3 separate regions of the Danio rerio genome follow, and all the other regions are linked to region 2. Evidence: chromatin contacts called from public HiCAR-type and Micro-C data. All regions are on one chromosome and are shown on one strand. The core of a region is the stretch at or near the end of the contact, and the rest is flanking DNA. Distances in the headings are between cores, read along the strand shown. Region 1 holds the start of si:ch211-122f10.4. Region 2 holds the start of rps4x (ribosomal protein S4 X-linked). Region 3 holds the start of arhgap36 (Rho GTPase activating protein 36).

The links. A called contact is a pair of places that touch in the nucleus more often than the background predicts. HiCAR-type assays count read pairs that join an accessible place to other places.
Region 1: a Micro-C map of caudal fin shows a contact between it and region 2, with 8 times the contacts expected there. The contact joins the promoter of si:ch211-122f10.4 here to the promoter of rps4x in region 2. A contact is called at or near these places in 2 of 18 Hi-C or Micro-C datasets (caudal fin and an unstated tissue).
Region 3: a contact with region 2 is called in a HiCAR-type map of caudal fin, with 5 times the contacts expected there. The contact joins the promoter of arhgap36 here to the promoter of rps4x in region 2. A contact is called at or near these places in 4 of 18 Hi-C or Micro-C datasets (caudal fin, embryo, hematopoietic stem cells and 1 more) and 2 of 4 datasets of contacts at active chromatin or transcription factors (caudal fin and embryo).

The regions. Positions count from the first base shown.
Region 1 is chr7:53,660,130-53,662,829 of GRCz12tu, reverse strand. It overlaps si:ch211-122f10.4, which reads right to left and starts at 1,427. Exons shown (of 11, transcript NM_001386652.1): 1 at 1,159-1,427; 2 at 369-480; 3 at 63-200. The coding sequence starts at 1,328.
Region 2 is chr7:53,482,970-53,485,669 of GRCz12tu, reverse strand. rps4x (ribosomal protein S4 X-linked) reads left to right here and starts at 1,320. Exons shown (of 7, transcript NM_001005589.1): 1 at 1,320-1,329; 2 at 1,810-1,887; 3 at 2,224-2,404. The coding sequence starts at 1,327.
Region 3 is chr7:53,304,344-53,307,043 of GRCz12tu, reverse strand. arhgap36 (Rho GTPase activating protein 36) reads left to right here and starts at 1,250. Exons shown (of 13, transcript NM_001351681.2): 1 at 1,250-1,699. The coding sequence starts at 1,607.

The sequences.
Region 1 (2,700 bases), core at 178-2,677, 180 kb before region 2:
GGATTAAGTGAAGAAGACTGTGTTCATGGTGTGTGAATGTCTGTAGATGTTTATACACTTACCTCATTATCATTGGTTTGATATTTTTGGTCATCGGAGTAGGAATAACCCACTCCAGCAGGTGACTCAATATACAAAACATTGGCAATTTTATTCCAGCTGAACTCATTCTCGTAAAGAGTGGCTCCATTATCTCTGACCTAAGGACCACAAAGTGATGTACAAAAAAAAAATCATCACAACATTTATGGCTTTGTGCTATTGAAGATAATGACTTCAGGACTTCTTATTTTTGAGATTAAAGCAGTTGCAGAGAAATGCATTGTAATTTTTTTATGACAAACTCCTGTTCATAGGTATAAACCTACATGAAAAGGGCCATTTTCTGACAGAAACCCATCCAAAGAGCTGCAGCCTGGCCCTCCGTTCAGCCACAACACCACTGGATCCTTTACTGGGTCTCTCTGAGACGTCACAAACCTGTAATAAACACATACTCTTTCATTTAAACTCATTTGATTACCAAAGACACTCAAACAAGACAACAATTCTCTAAAGATTTTTACAATTGTACATGCACTCTAATCTCACCTTACCATCTGACACCATGGCTTATGAAATATTAATAGTATGCACTACCACTAACATAATTAATATAAAAAAATAAAAAGTACTTAGGTCATTTACATAGGGCAAATAAATGGTTACTATTTATTTAACAGCCAAAAATATATGGAAGCAAAACAAAAATAAACTCAAGGCTCATTAATTTAGTTTTGCCTACATATTAATATAATAATTATACTTTATTCTCAAAGAGCTGCTATAGTTGTTGTTGACTTGTATTTTACAGAATACAAAGAACCACAGAGGACAATCTTCATGTTTTACTGACAAAATAAAAAAAAACAAACACGGCAAATTTATGGATGAACTGCTCTTTTATAACAACATGAAATCTTATAAACAGTTTTTATTGATGAATGAAAAAAAATACTTCTTACGAATTGAAATATTAAAGTGGCTTAAATTGTTTTTAATGGTTGTTTTTGACTCGGAGTGAATGCGGAAACGCCATCATCTAGACTGAATTAAACACATTCTCATAAGCAAAACCTAGGGCTGACAACACACACATAAAAGACACAAGAAACTCACCAGTAATGCAAAAACTTTCCAGAACTGGCCTTCAGATATCCAGACCACTGACGGTAACTGGGTTTAAAAGACATGCCCGGCAGATCCAGCACCTCATCTGGATCATACATGCCACTCACAGCATGCAGAGACAAGAACACAAAACTGCAGAAGACACGGAGAGAAAACATTTTCACAGTCTGCTAGACATGAACATAGATACAGGAGTCTGGAGACCCTGATGTGGAGTTTGAGTTTCTCTTCCTTGATGGTCATATGACTTTTACTGTAGTCAGATGATGCTGCCAAGCCAAACATTAACCGGAGTCCGATCTCCGAGTCAGCACTTCCGCCATCTCTCGCGCGCGATTTCTCCTTGTAAATAATTGTTTATGTTCGATATTATTAATCATCGGATTATAGCCTCAACAATCGCATAGTAAACTTATTCAGTAATTGGAACTGCTGGGTGTTTTGCTATACTAGTTAGCCATTTTATGCTAAAATATCTTTTAAAAGTAATTTATATTTTTATGGGATCTAACGTTAAAAGCCTAATTTCAAAATTACTTTATATTCAGTTATTCATTTTCCTTTAGCTTAGTCCTTTTATTCATCAGGGGTCGCCACAGCGGAATGAACCACCAACTTATCCAGCATGTTTTACGCAGTGTTTGCCCTTCCATCTGCAGCACTGGAAAACATACATTCACACACATACACTACAGCTGTTTACTCAATCCACCCAGAGGAAACCCACACGAACGAACACGGGGAGAACATGCTAACTTTAGACAGAAATGCCAACTGCCTTGCTGTGACTCAAACCAGCGATCTGCTGTGAGGTACAGTGCCAACTCAATTACTTCATATAGTTAACATAATTCCTCTCAGGCTCAAATTAAGTTTTAGAAACAGGAAAAATCTGATATTTGGGGAAAATTATCAAATGGGGTATACAATAGAATCCTGACTTTTTTAGAGAGACCTTCACATGCAAGGCGTTCTGTGATGTTGCAGATTTGCAACATTGGCTCAGTGTGGTAATTAGACACTGACGTCTGAATATGATATGAACAATAACTTTTTATATAAATCTTTTCAAACAATGTAACAAATTTCTTTTTTTTTTGTGGCAGAACAACAACAAAAACAATATGGGATCCAAATCCAATATCTCAAATCCTCATTGAGTAGGTCATGTTTCCAATTCACTTTGTGGTACTCCAAGAAACAGTTTTTGTCTTTTGTGTCATCTGGTGAGCAAGCCGGGAAACTGCTTGTTGCTAATGGACAACCAAGTCCTGCAGTGCTACTTCTGAGCAAAAAAAAACTCATAAAATATATATCTATATATATCTGAGTATATCTCCCTTAACCCTGTTCTGAATATAAAAATTTTATTATTATCTATACCCATTATTTAAAAAAGCAGATATAAAATAATAATTTTAAACATATGTCATATTGGAAAAACTTGCACAATAATTTTTTTGGACAAAAGTTTGGACAATAATGGAATGTCCAATTAACATGTTACTAAATATTTGCATTAATTAGTTC
Region 2 (2,700 bases), core at 71-2,570:
TTTTACTGTCAATCAATTCCATCAAAATTTCAACATTGACATTAAAAAAGTTTTCATCAAAATAGCGAAACCCTTTTAAAGTTTTTTTTTTCTTTTCTTCAGATGACTGAGGAACAGCTTTTTCCCCAGAGCTGTCTCCCTCCTGAACTCAGCCCCACACTGACTCTTTTGCCCCCCCAATACACCCCCCACTCTCCTCTAACTTAAACTCCTCGCAATAACTGCACTGTTTAACATTTGCACATTCACTGCACCACATTGAACTGTTTACTTATTGAACTGTACATACCCACTGCATATGGGCATTTGTAATTATGTACACACCCACTATACATATACACTTGTAATCATGCTTATTTATCTGCATACTACTGACTATTAATAGCAACCTGCACATATATTCATATATTGTAACATATACACTTGTAATCATGTTTATCTATCTGCACACTACTGATTATTAATAGCAACCTGCACATATATTCATATATTGTAAATCTGTTCATAGCTTATCCAACCTGTATATAATGTTCATAGTACATCCATCTGTAAATATCACCATAGTTTTCTATAACTGCACTTCATAACTTATTCCTGTATCCTGCACTTGCTGCTATTGCACTGCTGGTTAGACCTAAACTGCATTTCGTTGCATTGTACTTGTACATGTGTAATGACAATAAAGTTGAATCTAATCTAATCTAATCTAAATGGCTTGTATTTTATACCATAGTTTTTTTATAATGGCACTTTATAACAATATCCTGCTCTTGCTGCTAATCTAATCTAATGCAATCTAATCTAATCTAATCTAATCTAAAGGGAAGATGCAGATTTACTCACTGATTGCAAACATTCATGATTTTCGTAAATTTCTTCTGTTGTAAATAAAAGAAGTTATTTTGAAGAACGCGTGAAAAGCTGTAATTATTGACTTCCATAGAATGAAAAACAAATACTATGAACATTGATGTTACAGGTTTCCAACATTTTTCAAAATATCTTCTTTCATATCCAACAACAAAATAAAGAAACCCATATAGGTTTGACACAAGGAACGGGCCAGTAGGCCTAAATGATGACAGAATTGTCGTTTTGCGTGAACCATCCATTTAAATGTAGTTCCAGACTGAAATGTCTCCACTGAAAGAAACTTGCAGTGACCGAACCGCTGCTGTTTTTGCAGTGTGACTACAGCCCTCGCCACCTGATGGCACGCGCTCGTACGGCTTATAGAGAAAACTCCGACTGTCCTTCTTCGGCTCCGGTAGTTCAGCTTATCTTCCGCTGACAGGAAGTGGCTGGTCCTTTTCCGCAGACTCCAACATGGTGAGTGCATTTCATTCACGATACCCTCCCTAAATAATCCACAATCATCAACGTTTTAAAAGATCAGCTTTCTCCAATTAGCTCAAAATGTTGCACATTCACCCCATCTAAGTTGAACAACACACACATTTTGATGAAAAAGAGAAGATGTGATGATTAAAATGTTAAAGGAAAACGCTTAGCTCCGCCGCTGTCTGACACTAGCGGCAAAGCAGACTCGCGCTTCTCGATCATGTGAAATGTCGTTTTAAGTATGGTTCGGCGGTCTTATATGTAATTTGTTCAATAGAGAGTTGGATTTATACAATAAGTGCTTATTTAAAAATGGCATAACTTCAGTAGTTTTTAAGTCGCTAGGAGAAGCTAACGCTAAAGGCCTCGCCGTACTATCTTTGAGGTCTGCTGGGATTTATATGTTAATAAATGTATACAGACTGCACATGTTGTTACTTTGAGCTGACAGATGTTTATGTTGTTCAGGCCCGAGGACCGAAGAAGCACCTGAAGCGTGTCGCAGCTCCTAAACATTGGATGCTGGACAAACTCACCGGAGTGTTCGTAAGTAACGTTAAAGGGTTCCCCCCCCATAACGTTAGGTGTGCTTAGTTATGCTTAACGTTACGTGTAAAAAAAGTGAACAGCACTTCACTGAAGGCATCACTGTTTAAGTAAACATTCACTCATTTGGGATTTAAATGTGTTTTAGTGTTATGTATGAAGCCATGCTGGGCTTATGACAAGTTCAAGTATCCACATGACATGTAATAACCTTATTGTTCAGTGTTATTATATTGCCTGGTGGTTAGGAAAGTAAAACCTCTACTTTTTACCTAATTTCGATGTATCTGATGAAAGTGGGTTGATTATTAGTTTTTTAAATGTTTGTTTCTGTAGGCTCCTCGTCCCTCCACTGGTCCCCACAAACTGAGGGAGTGCCTGCCCCTCATCATCTTCCTAAGGAACCGTCTCAAGTACGCTCTGACTGGAGATGAGGTCAAGAAGATCTGCATGCAGAGGTTCATCAAGATCGATGGCAAGGTCCGCACTGACATCACCTACCCCACCGGCTTCATGGGTGAGTTCTGCTGCACTCAACTGTCAGTTTATGATTCGGTATCCCCAGTGAATTGAGTGACTTGCTGTGTAGATGATGTTTCATAAGAGGAATGATTATATCAGGTCAGGTGTATCAATATGAATATTCAAATAAAGCTGGACTTAAATGTAGTGTCTTAGAGTATATTTAATTTTCTGTGCAAGTATAAAATGTTTTACAAACATTTACAAACAGTATTTTGCAGTTTTCTGTCCAGAATGTTTGGAAAATAATTTTAAGCTAAGTGCTGCCCAACTCTAACAGCACATGCAGCG
Region 3 (2,700 bases), core at 1-2,500, 180 kb after region 2:
CTTTTGCATTCAAGTTGATTAAACAATGCTGTTTCAGCAACAGATTAATTTGAAAAGGTGGTGTTTGGAATCAAATAGAAGGCTAATTGAAAGCGTCTAATTAAAATATGTCATTCAGAATCTTCTTTTTCCAACATTGTGATTGCAGCATTTTTAGGCAAGCATTAGATGCAGAGTATTTTGAGCATGTTTAGACCTTATTCTAAAAAAAATAAATTATTCTAAAAGTAACAATGGTACATTTTTTTATCGAAAGTAAATATTCTAACACTTTTGGATCAACACAATGGATTGAAAATTAAACAATCAAGATGTGCTTAAACTGCAGACTGACTGTCAGCTTTAAGCTGCGGTCACGCTGGGCTTTTTCTTCTATAGACTTCTATTCATACGCACGCAAATGCGTCAGACCGGAAACGCAGGGTGCTGCGGTGCAAAGTTCAAGCTTGGTGAACTCTGACCTGCGAAATCGCATCACTAGACTGCGTGAGACCAATCGAGGATCAAAACATGACCTCTCTGGACAGAAATTTTAAATATGGAGCAAATCGCTCACTTTTTATATATCTAATCATCTTGTTTAATCCCGTCCCTTTTTTGCAGAGCCGCACGACAGAATTTAGCAAACTCAAACTCTGGTGTGACCGCAGCTTTAATTTGAGGGTATTTACATCCAAATCAGGTGAATGCTGTAGGAATTACAACAGTTTGCATTTGTGCCTCCCACTTGTTAAGGGACCAAAAGAAATTGGACAATTGGCTTCTAAGCTGTTCCATGGCCCGGTGTGTGTTATTCCCTCATTGTCCCAATTACAATGAGCAAATAAAAGGTCCAGAGTTAATTTCAAGTGTGCTATTTGTATTTGTAATCTGTTGCTGTCAACTCTTTTCTTTTAAAACAAAAACTTTTAAAGTAAAATATAGTTTTAAATCTTATTTAATGTATTAATTATTGTCATTAATGTCTTTTTGTTCTTTTTACCCTTTTAATTATAGATTATAAAAAGTTTGCTAATAATATCTGTTTTGCTATGAAATGGCCAGAGAAGGCTTTAAACTCTCTCTTTCCCATTCTAGTTTTTCAGTCAGATCAAAGACATCACAGAGCAAAGTTCAGTTATCATCCTGCAATTACCACTAAGATAAAAGACTCATACTTGAACCGACTTGAACCTTGGATTATGGCTTGCGCAGCTAAAGGAGGAGGGAAAGGGAGGATAAGTGAGACTTGACTACTGTACACCAATGCATTCCCAGTGCTTCCTGGTGCTCGGTCAGAGAAAGCTGCAGGCTTGTCAAAGTCTGAGCTGGCTGTGGCACATTTCCTGTTGTTGACAGTCGAGGAGCACAGCGCTGAGCTGCGTGTAAGGACTCGCATTTTATCAGCCGGGGAGCACACAGTCAGACACTCTCAGAGAGCACCCTTTCACAGGAAGAGCTGCTATCACTTCTCAGATACACACAGACGCAGGGGAAACACTGAAGCTCTTGCAAACAGGACCTGCTACAAACTGATGGACTGACTTCCTTCATCAACAGTCTGACTGATGAAAACAAGCAGGATCTCTCCTTTTCAATCTGATCTGAGGTCTGTTCAGAAAGTGGTATGGTTTTGTTCTACATGGGATCGGATAAAACCTCATCTGTAGTCATGCAGCCTGAGGACCCTGTTCGCCAGGACATGCAATTCTACTATGTGGTGAGTATAGGGGAATTACCTACAGTTGTATCATATGCAAATGAGTTTAACAGACTGTGTAAATACATGATTGTTTACATGCCCTGCTTTACGTGTAGTAAAGTTGTCACTTTATTTTTGATGGTCCCCTTTGGACATCCTGTTTGATGTAAGTAACTTTGAAATCACATGTCAGCTAGCAGTCAGTGTTAGTAGACGTTTAATAAGCTACTTTTTTTAAATCAATGCATGTCAACTTATTCAACCATAACCCTGTAACCCCTCACAAGTTACTTTTGTTCACAGTACTTATTTAAAATGAGTTGAAACAACACAAATCTTAGGTTTTCTGGATAACAACTTAATGATTTCATGTTCAATCCATTTAAATTTGTACAAACAATTAAGTTGATTTCATTGATTTGATTTGGGATGACAGGAATTGTGTGGAAACCAGCATTTTTACAGTGTAATCTCTACCACTTATGAGAGTCAGATGACTTGTGGGTACTGTATAAGGTTATGTATTCAGCAGAATGTCTGAAAGGGACCATCAAAATAAACTGGGGCTTTAAAATGTGTCAAGTTATTTTTATGCCCTTTTCCTTGTTATTTATTTAGTAGCACATGCCGCAACCATGTGTGATGTTGTAAGCAGCCTACATAAATGTTGTTGCTCTAAAACCTTCATTTTTTTCTGAAGCCAGCATGAATTATTAAAAGCATAACCAGTATTAGTGTCACTCTTTTTGGGGTCAGCAGACTTGTATTAAGATCCGATTGTCTTTATAGCTCTCTGATGCATGGGTTGATATCTAGGAACCATTTAAAAACTTGAATCTATTACATGCAGCTTCTTGTACATAAATTTAACATTTAAATAACTAGGCTAATTAGGGTAACCACGCAGGTTAGGGTAATTAGGCAAGTTATTGTATAATGATAGTTTGTTCCGTAAACTATTGAAAAAATTTGCTTAAAGGGGCTAATAATATTGCCCTTAAAATTTTGTTTAAAAAAAA